Regions from separate parts of the Zea mays genome. Here region 1 is linked to region 2. Evidence: chromatin contacts called from public Hi-C data. All regions are on one chromosome and are shown on one strand. The core of a region is the stretch at or near the end of the contact, and the rest is flanking DNA. Distances in the headings are between cores, read along the strand shown.

Region 1 (5,131 bases), core at 725-3,224, 910 kb after region 2:
CGCCTTTCCGAGGAGCTGCTTCTCCGCATAGCACTGGCCAATCGATTTTGGTGGAGATAAACATCAACACATTACTGAAGGACGTGTTGTGAACATTTGTTTCAGAGCTTATACACAACTGAGGTCGCATGGGAATACCTGTGGTAGAAGGAAAATTCTCTTGCCAGATTCAGAGATGAGGACATTGAAAGGTCTGTTGTTCTCTTGCAGGAAGATGCAGACTTTGGAGACCACATCTGACAAATCTTCCAGGCTCGCACCACCTTCGAACACAAAGCCATTGACTGGGTAATCCACCAGGTGAAAAATGCTCACGCTATTCCCTAGGGTCTTGAGCTTCTCCGTGATTGCCTTTTCAACTGGATACTGTACTTTCAGGTAGTATGCCTAGTGAACGAAATATATGACTTACTTTGAGGATTGCAATATACAGACAGTTGTCAATTGCCATGCTGCAACCAGAAGTATATGACATCGAGACATTCTAAATACTAACCTGGAAGTGAAGGTGGTTGATAGTTGCAAAGCCGCCCAGGCTGTTATAACCAACTCTGAAGAAGGGAGTCCTTGCTTCTCTTGCAACATACATGGCTATTAAGAAGCTCTCTTGATCAATCCTTTGCGGCAAACAGTCCTGGATCTTGGGAGTCAATAGCACATGGCAGTAGCCAATTGGGCTCACCTATGACACGGAAGATGACAAAAATGTTAATCAAATCATGCCGTATATCTATCAGTACAGTGTTAAGTATTTTTTTTTTTGGGGGGGAGGGGGCACTGACATTAATCAAGATGGCACTAGAAGAAGCTGAAACAGTATCAGGAACACCATCAAAATATTGTGCAGAATCTTTCTCAGTGTCATTGAATCTAAAGATCACCTCCAACGGGCTGACTTTTGTGAAATTGAACTTCTCACTAACAAATGGCTGGAGAACTTGGTTCATTGTGAACTCAGTTGGCCGCTTCTTTTGGTCACGTCCTTCAATTAATGTTGCCACAAAATTATGTACTCCAGGTAGCACCTATGGCATGATCATGCAAAATTAAGCGAGAAATGAAATCAACAAAAGACACCTGGCCATGGCCAGTTAACAGGAGAGAATCAGATCTTGAAAAAAAAAACCTTTGTTTCACAGGAACTGATGTCATGGTGAAACAAGCCCCTTGTCTTGCGATCATCCCACTGCAATGACCGTTCATGTTTATACTTCAACTAGCATTTCTTTCGATACAAATCATAATTGTAATGCAGAAATGATGTGTCTAAGACATGTAAAAGTTACAAACCTCATTAAAAAGTTTGAGTAGAAAAGGAGACAAATTTGAACCTTCGTGCTCTGTCAGGTCAAAGCTAGTGCCATCCATGGTTAGTTTTGTTGCAGCTGAAAGCATTGCCAAAATAAATATACAGGAATCAGACAGCGCCTGCAACATATGAGTTTGTGTTAGCTAAGTTCCATACAGCTCATTACTAGCATTGCGTTCAATACAAGGTCGCTATGAACGAGCATCACTTAAGAAAATGCCCAGTTGTTCATATGGAAGTGTGTAACAGTAATCCGAAAAAATAAGAAGAAAAATGTAGAAAACAGATGCATGAAGTAGACGGATCATTTCACATTTTCGACCACCAGTTTTTCTACACCACATGTTCAACTGATCCATGTGTGCTGTCTTTCCCTGACCACAAGCACAAAGACTAATGCCGGAGTTACCTAAGAAACGCCGCCGGGAGGTTCGGTTTCGGCGAGCTCTCGAAGGCGCGGGAGAAGGAGCAAACAGCGATGGAATGGGTTGGGCTAGAAGAGAAGTGACTGACATAGGATTGCCCAACTTTTATTGCGGAGGACGAAGGTTGAAATGGCCCCCAAGGGTTGGACCTCACTCAAAGAAGGTCTTCCCCCAAATGAGCAGCTGGCTTTGGTGGTTTTGCTGAGAGATTGTAGGCGGAGAAGACGGTGGATTCACGGCAACCCCACGTGGATAAGCAACGGGAAGAGAAGGGAAAGCGCCCCGGACAGGGAAATAAACGCACCTTTCCGAGCACAAAAAACAGGCGGCAATGGCGCCCAAGGATTGGAGTCTCACTCAAAGCAGGTTCCCGAACGAGGTTTCCTACTTTCCTCTGACCTCTGAGATTTCGGTTGGATTTCGGAGCGAAGACAGCAGTAGAAACTGCAAAACTGAGATGAAATGAAAGGGATAGACGAAGATGGCAGATGGGCCACGCCACGCCGATTCAGTTAACTGATGATGGGCCATGAGAGGCTTCTGCGCCAGCCCACTGGCGATAAAAGAACCGTCAAAACAAAAAATTGGATCTCGTATACGAGGACCCACTTGCAGTCAACAAAACCATTCGTGGACCACATCCACAGACTGTGGTCATGACTCATCAGTTATTCCGAGACCCTCACAAACAGACTCTGCTCATCAGGTATTTTCGGGTCTACGGTCGGTCAATCGGAGTGTACACAGCAAGCGCCGGCCCGCGGGCGCTCTCCCGAATCCCGACACCCGGAGTTGGAGTTGGAGGAGCCCGGAGAGGCGGCGGAGCGCAGCCAAAAAAAAAAAAAAAAAACCCTGAGTCCCGCAAAACCCCTAAACCCTAGCCCCTCACCTCTCGCCTCCGCCCTCATCCGCGCGACTTGCAGCGGTTGGAGGCGAAGCCGGCTCCATGACGACCCTCCTCAGGCGCGCGTCGCTGCGGCGCGTCATTGCCGCCGCCGCCGCCTCTTCTTTTCACCCTGAGGTCCAACCCTCGCTTTCTCTTCTGTATTTAAGCTTTCTTATGGCTGGGCTGGGTTGGCGACTGGCGATTCTCGGTCGAATGCTCGATGCGTTTAGTTGAGTTTTCTACTATGCTGATTGAGAGTGAGTCCTAGTTTGGTCGCGGGAGTTTGATCGTTTGTATGCATGATCACGGTCTGTGGGGCTGATCCCTCTCGATTTCAATCTCAATTAGTGACCGGGTGAACCCTTGTAGCTCCGTGTCAACGTGTTTTATGACTTTATCCCATAACTTAATTTGTAGGTTTATCTCTTGCTTTTACCTGCTTTATTGAGCGCCGCCCGAATATCACTTTCCTATTTGGAAATGTTATTTGATCTTACTGTGTGGTAGATTTCTTTTCCTATTGTGTGAAAACAAGAACAACAACGACAACAACAAATTTTTTATTCCCAAATAAGTTGGCGTATGCTGTTAAATTTCAATAAAACCCATAAATTAGAGGTAAAATTCAATATAGACTCCTATTTAAGACTATATTTTTAGTTATACTTCATCCTTTCAAGTCTTCTTTTATTGCCTCTTTCCGTAACAACTTTTCTTTCTCTTTTCTCATTGCTATCGCGCAGTGGCCGACCAGGATTAAGTGAAGCCCTGGGCCAAATCATGGTAGGGTTGTGACAAAAGTATGCTAAAAACTAATACATGGCAAATAATGTAAAGATAGATAACTTATGGAAACCGTCGTTGTGAAGCAAAATCTTTATTCTTCTTCACCAATTGTTCCTAGTCCTGTAGTCCAGGGGTAGAACCTACTGCAGAAATGGAAAGACATATCAAATATTTGGTTAGTCCTATTCTAATCGAGAAGTCATCCATGCTTGGTTAACACGGTGTCCCCTAGGCGATGCCTAGGCGCTGACTAGGTGTCCAGGTGCCCGGACTCGCCATGGTGTGTCGCCTTGCCTGAAGCCAACACGGCGGGTGCCTGGAGAGCAAGGCGTTGTGGCGAGGATCCCTAGACATCGACTGGGGTTGTCGTGCCGAATGCCTAGGTTTAGGCAGGGTGAAACAAGCAGTAGTATTTAAGACTAAAAAGTGGGCAAACAAACCGCCATTGCCAGCCAAGGAGAAATCATTGTCGCCATTGCCAGCCAAGGAGAAATCATTGTCGCCATCATCTTCACCCCCTCCTCTGCCTCTCCTTCCCTTCCCCATCAGCTACTTCGCCTCCCCTTCCCCATCAGCTACTTCGCCTACCCTTCACCATGCTCTGCTTCACTCGGCGCACCGCCCTGCTCTGCTCTGCTCCACTGCCCTGCTCTGCTCTGCCTTTGGACTTTGTCATTCTACTACCAAGTATCTTCAGTTTCGCCTTCACTCCCTTTAGTTGCCCCACACACCTCTGAGGCCACCTTCCATGTGTAGGTTGCCATCTTCTTTCACATGTTGTTTATGTATTCTTCCTTCCAAATGCCCTCTTTGATGGTCTTTTCCTTGAAGACCTCTGCTTTCTCCCCTCCACTTTCCACTACTTTGTTCTCGCAATTTTGGCTTGTTTATCTCTATGGGCCCGCACCTAGAAATAAAAGACCGTCACCACAAGCTTATGTTGAAATACAGTTCCAGGTATCAGCTTACAATCCAAGCATGGTTGTTTATCCTCTTTTCTCATGAGGACAAAGTCAATCTTACTAGTGTTGGCCACTAATATAGGTCACTAAATGGAGGTCTCTTCCTAAAGAAAGTGTTGGCTATTAACATGTCAAAGCTACCGCAAAGTCCAAGATTCCTCTTCCTCCTGATTCCTACTACCATACTCAAAACCTTCATGAACCGCCTCAAAACTTACACTTGTTGTATCTACATGCCCATTGAGATCTCCTATGAAAAACTTCTCACTAATAGGTGTATCTCTAACCATGATTACCATGCCATCTAAGTCTTTCCAGATAAGTCTCTTAGGACTCCCATTGTGGCCTACTTGGGGGCATACATGCTAATTACGTTCAAGACCAAATCACCCACAATAAGCTTTACTAAGATAATCCTATCTCCTTGCTTTCTCACATCCACCACACCTTTCTTGAGGTTCTTATCAATCAAAACTCCTCCATTTCTATTTGCAGTTGTCCCCGTGTACCAAAGCTTAAAGCAGGTATTGTCCATTCCACCTCTTTCGCTTTTCAACCCTTCCATTTAGTCTCTTGGACGCATTAGATATTTACATGCCTCTTAGTCACTGTCTTAGCTAACTCACTTAACTTATTTGTAAGTAACCTTACATTCCAACTACTTAGACGAACCCTAGTTGGCCCGACTAGCTTTCTTACTCTTCGCACCTATCGATGATGTGAAGGCCTTGCACATTTTCACTATACCTGGACGCCAATGTAG
Region 2 (5,237 bases), core at 2,012-4,511:
AAGGGGGCTGCATTCCGTGGAAAAAAGACAAGGGATTTACAGCAGCATCTATTGAATTCCGAACTGTTTTGCTGATCTCAGGAAGAAAAAAAAAGAGAGAATATATACAGAGCAAGGAACCAAAGAACTACTGGCTCACGCACACTGGCACTGGGATGACATTACGTACCCGTTCACAGTAATTTACGCCATGTATCCATCATCTTTATATCCTATCGTTTGCGACTGTCTTGATTCGATTGGCCGAATTCAAGCCCTGAGATGGAACTCAGCAGGCTCTGAACAAACGCGGTTAGACTGGACTGAAACCCTTCGCTCACGCAGGCAAATTGGAGAACGACGACGACGAGACGGGAGAAAAATGGCAAGAAATATTCCCCGGGGGTTTCTCTCTACACTTGGATGAAGGAGTGACAGGGCACGCCCATGAGCTGCGCCAAGGTGGTTGACCTGAGCTTCCTCTCCTTGACGGCCGGGTCCTCCAGGAGCAGCACCTTGTCCTTGTCCTGGACCCCCACCATGTGCAGGTGCTCGCAGTCGTCCCTCTCCTTGCCCCTGTACAGCAGCCTCTGCTCCCTGGGCCACAGCCCGGTCGCCAGCGACAGCATCACCTTCAGGTCGCCTGCATTGGGTTGTTGGATCATCATCATCAGACGCAGCTTAGCGAACAGAGGGATATGGTCGCAGAGGGAGCAGCAGCAGGGACAATGGAGAGCATGCAGATTGCAGGCAGCACGCAACGCAACGCAATGCAGTACAGTACAGAAGGACGACGGCGGACGTACCGAAGGTTGCGGTGGCGTCGATGGAGACGTCGTGCCACTGCCACCCGGTGGTGGAGACTCTCACCAGGATGTACTCCACGGCCGCCGCCGCGTCGTCCTCCGTCGAGCGCCGCTTCTGCACCAGCATCCCGCCGGGCCGCACCTCCCACTCGATCCTCTCGTGCTCGGCGACCATGGCGCAGATGTCCGCGCCGCCGCCGCCGATGATGGTGGTGCTCCTGGACCGGCTCCTGAACAGCCTCCTGGGGCTCGGAATCTTCACCATCTCCGCTGCTCTCTGCTCCTAGTCAGTATCTGCCTCGGTCGATCACTGGCTGGTCGCTGCCGGTGTGCCGGGACTGGCAGCAGGGCCTGGGATTTTAAAGAGGGGGGAGAAGAAGCGGGCGACGAGGACAAAACGGGAGGGAGGTAGTCGCGAGTCGCGACGCGACAGGGGCGAGACGTCCACCGTGCGGAAATGATTGGCGATTAACCTGTGTTTGTTTAACACCCGCGAGAACAAGACCCTGTTCCCCCTCCTCATTGGTTTAAACTTTAAAAGCGGATTAGAGGGGCGACGTGTCTGTTACGGAGCCGGACGGCACCCGTTGCTGACGCGGCGAGAGCGCTGAAAAGCGCCTAGAGGCTGGTGGTTTTCTCTTTGAGACTTTTTGCGCGCGGGCACAGTGGCACACAGAGACACGGTAGCGCGGCGGTTGGGAGCGGCAGCACATGGGGAGGTGGCAAAACACGGGTTTGCCTGCATGAATGGCGGGGCCGGCGGAACCAATCGCTCGCCCGCCCGCCCCCTGGCAGTTGGCTGCTTACGGCTCACTGTTCGGTTGGGCACTGCTGCTGCAGCCATCATCCATCTTTCGTCTAGCAGCAGCAGCAGCAGTTGGAGCACTGTTCGTTCCAAATTGCCCTGTTAATTTACTGTTTGGTAGGCCTGAAATAATGGCATGTTGTCTGCTTTTATTTACCCACTTACTACGTTCCATCTGTTCCAAACGTGGGCTTATCGCATGATCCATCTCCATCTCCATGGACCATGGCCGGGGCGCCAGTGCTGTGGACGACCGAAATGATCGTGCGTTCGTAGGTACTGCGTAGAACAGCGGCATGTGGGCATGCTGTAATCAAGGGGAGACCGTCCACGTCAGGCGCCCCTGGCCCTAGCCGCGCGCCATCGTGTGTCTCGTAGACGAAACGTGGAATGCATCTGGCTAATAGTACGAGGGCTAGATACTATTTGGATCTGGGCCCACCTTCACAGTCGCCGGCGACGATGATTAATTGCCGCGCCGCGCAGGTCGGGCAGCACATGCGCTGGGCCTCCGGTGCCGTATTTTTAAGCGAGCCGTTCGGCGCTCCTGGCACAGGCGAACAGTAAGCAATGCCTAATGCTGACTCATAAGCAGATTCCGGCAGCTGAGCAGCCGCCACGTCGGTCGACGACGGGCGGAGGCGCCGCCGGGGGGGGGGGGGGGGTTTCATAAGTCCCGGCTCCCGATCGATCAGATGATTCAGATCAGATTCTCACGGCTCGGTCGGGTGCGGGGTGCAGACAAAGCAGGGAGGCAGCTGGCGGTGCAGCGAGGTCGATTGGCCCTGCTTTGTCCCTCCCTTGTCCGTGCGTGCGCGCGTGCGCGCGCGAGCCCCGCTTGGACGGCTTGGGGTTTCGACGGTTCGGTTCGGTGCCGACGCCCGACGGGGCTTCACGGAAGGCGACGCTTGCTTTTGGACTCTCCGGGTAGGTTGGGGTAGTTGGGCGGTGCCACAGTTGGCGACGACTACTTTGCAGCGTCCCTCCGATCCATCGACCTGCAGCGCAGGCTCGTCTGCGCGTAAGGTCTCGCTGTCCAAGGGCTCACGTTAACGCCAAGGACAACCTGAAGAGCGCGTATTCCATTCGGCTTGCTGTTCGTTTCCTGGCCTCCATGGACGCTACGCTAGTTGCTAGGCTAATGTAAGCTGTCATGCCTCAGCCGGTGATTGAAAGAACAGAGTACTGGGATAAGAAATATCAAATGTTCTCCCGCGTAGCGTTGATGAATACTGAGCAGATACCATTACACGCATGCACCAGCTGGGAGTGCATATTCGTTGCCTAATACCACTGTCTACTTCTAGTTAGCAGCAATTACAGAGAACCAAAGCACGACTGGGCCTACTGCTCAGTCACAAGTTGCATTGTAACAAAAGCACCGCATGCCACTGACAAACTGCACAGGCCCAAGTTACAAACACGGATACGCTTCGCATCGCTTTCAAAGAAAAAAAAAAGTGAGCTCCAATCTCGTGAAGCAGATATCCATCGTTCAGGCCTTAATTTTTTTTTCAACCTAAAACCCGCATACGTATAAAAACTCATGGGCCTAATCCAAAACGGCCCAGCTGAAACGAGGACCGTAATAGGCAGCCGCTGGTGTGCGTGATGTGATCCGGGCCTGAAAGCAGTCGCAGAGCTGTCGTGTTCCTTTGCTCTCCCCGTCCATGCTTTTGCAAAATTGCTCCAGTCAAGGGCTAGTCCAGTGCCCCCTGAACCCGCATCCGGAGCTCAGAAACCCCCGCCACCGGAGCCCGGACGGAGACGATGCCGGAGACCCATCCGCCGCCGCCGAGGCCGGTGATGCTCGCCGACCTCAACTTTGAACCAGCGGAGAGCGACGGCGAGGACCGCCCACCGACCCCCGCACCCAACCCCGCCGCCGCCGCCGCCGCCGCTGCGGCTCCGGCGGTCGCCGCTGACTCGTCCACGAAGTAAGTTTACCAAGAATACTCTTCGATCTGAGCGTGAGGGGTTTCCCGCCACTTGTACACTTGGCCAGTCGGGTGCGGCACTGTGGTTGTTAGAAATCAGGGCGTTAGTACCCATGGGCTCATGCCCGTGGGAGCCGGAACCCTAGGGCTTGATGGAGTTATTCTTTTTTTCATAGGGGGGAAGTTCATGTAGCAACTCAATTTTTTGTGAGGATTGTTACGAATTCAACAAATATGCTGTCTACATGGTTCTGAAAATTCCGTGCATATAGTCCATATAATAATTGCTGCTCCTTGCTTATAGTAGTCTAATAAATCATAACCGTCATTTATTTGAACAGGAGGTAACATGTAGTGCTCTATTTTGATTAAGAAAAGGTTACCGGAACAATACTCAAATCGTTACAAGTTTACAAGCTAACTGTTGTGTCATAGGTTATCTCTGGTCACAAATTTTATTGAGTCCTTAGATGATGAAATTGTTTATTTTTTTTGGAAAATGAAGATTTATTTTCATCCCAAGATCAGTATATCGAGATGATACATGGCCTCGGAACAACCTCCCAGCCTCTGCCCTAAGTGATATGCACACAGTTTAGATTAAAAATATTCTGAGCATACTCTGGTGAGAACAAGGTTATTAATATAGCTGACTGTTGGCTATAAGGATCCTTACAACCTACCTCTTAGCCCATCCGTGTAGTAGTTAGCTACTCCCTATTAATATATGACCCACTTGTCTTACTCACAAAGCTTCTTGGTTCTTGTATCTAAGCCGGACAGTCGGCTGTAATTTTATAGCCTGCTTCTCTCTCTTCCCTCCTCTACCTCACCATTTAGCCCCTTTGCAGCCTTTTATTATACTTGCTCTGACATTCAATTCAAAGACTAGATCACCACCCATATGCTCGGGTAAAAATATCCTTGTCCACTCGCTTCAATTGTCACGATGCCGCCACAACCGTATCCTGGAACTCTGGCCATTGAAAGACGATGAAATTGGTGGGTGGTTTGATAAAAAATGTACTTGCAGGAGTGGCAATGAAGAGGGTGGTTTGACAAAAACTGTGATCACTACAAAGGATACCGACACTGTTGAATGTGAAGGTAGCATGATAATCGATGTGCAATGCAATGGCAGGAAACTTTTCTGTCGTGAATTGACTACTTACAATTCTTCATGAACAGATGTTGATCAACATTGTCAAGGGGCTTCTGCTCCACGTGAGGAAAAAGTTAGCAACCTGAAAGCTGTGAGTTCTTGGTTTTGATGCCATTTGAAATAATTAATCTTTCATGCAATAGATAAGTGGCAGTGTGACACTGTATTATAATACATTTAATGCCGTATGAACCCTGATGTTGTTTTACCTTCTTAATTTGTGGTACTGGTACGGTTAACAAAAATGATTGAGGGCCTAACCTTACTTCTTGCAGGCTTTGGTTCATGTGGCCCGAAAAATGCCTAAGAATGCTCATGCACATTTTATGTTGGGTTTGATGTATCAAAGACTTGGTCAGGCACAGAAGGTAAATCTTCTCTTGAAAAGTTGATGTTGCTTAGCGTTTGCGTAAAACTCAAGTAGCTGCATTTAAATTTCAGGCAATAGCATCATATGAAAAGTCAACTGAAATACTGCTACAAGATGAAGAAGAAGTGCGGAGACCTGATTTACTCTCATCAGTGAGGATACACCACGCACAGGTTCA

The links. Hi-C and Micro-C count contacts between places; a contact is called where the count stands out from the background.
Region 1: a Hi-C map of ear shows a contact between it and region 2, with 6 times the contacts expected there. The contact joins the promoter of LOC100272546 here to the promoter of LOC100501933 in region 2. A contact is called at or near these places in 2 of 25 Hi-C or Micro-C datasets (ear and tassel).

What each region holds. Positions count from the first base shown.
Region 1 is chr3:171,052,733-171,057,863 of Zm-B73-REFERENCE-NAM-5.0, forward strand. It overlaps LOC100272546, which reads right to left and starts at 1,975. Exons shown (of 7, transcript NM_001147014.1): 1 at 1,719-1,975; 2 at 1,291-1,428; 3 at 1,127-1,186; 4 at 783-1,025; 5 at 497-682; 6 at 139-387; 7 at 1-33. The coding sequence starts at 1,395. It overlaps LOC100384162 (putative recA DNA recombination family protein), which reads left to right and starts at 2,623. Exons shown (of 8, transcript NM_001176740.1): 1 at 2,623-2,755. The coding sequence starts at 2,681.
Region 2 is chr3:170,139,726-170,144,962 of Zm-B73-REFERENCE-NAM-5.0, forward strand. LOC100501933 (tetratricopeptide repeat (TPR)-containing protein) reads left to right here and starts at 3,262. Exons shown (of 12, transcript NM_001196571.1): 1 at 3,262-3,527; 2 at 4,561-4,634; 3 at 4,716-4,780; 4 at 4,965-5,057; 5 at 5,131-5,232. The coding sequence starts at 3,361. It overlaps LOC100281281 (BCL-2 binding anthanogene-1), which reads right to left and starts at 1,116. Exons shown (of 2, transcript NM_001159457.2): 1 at 786-1,116; 2 at 118-622. The coding sequence starts at 1,050. The coding sequence ends at 393.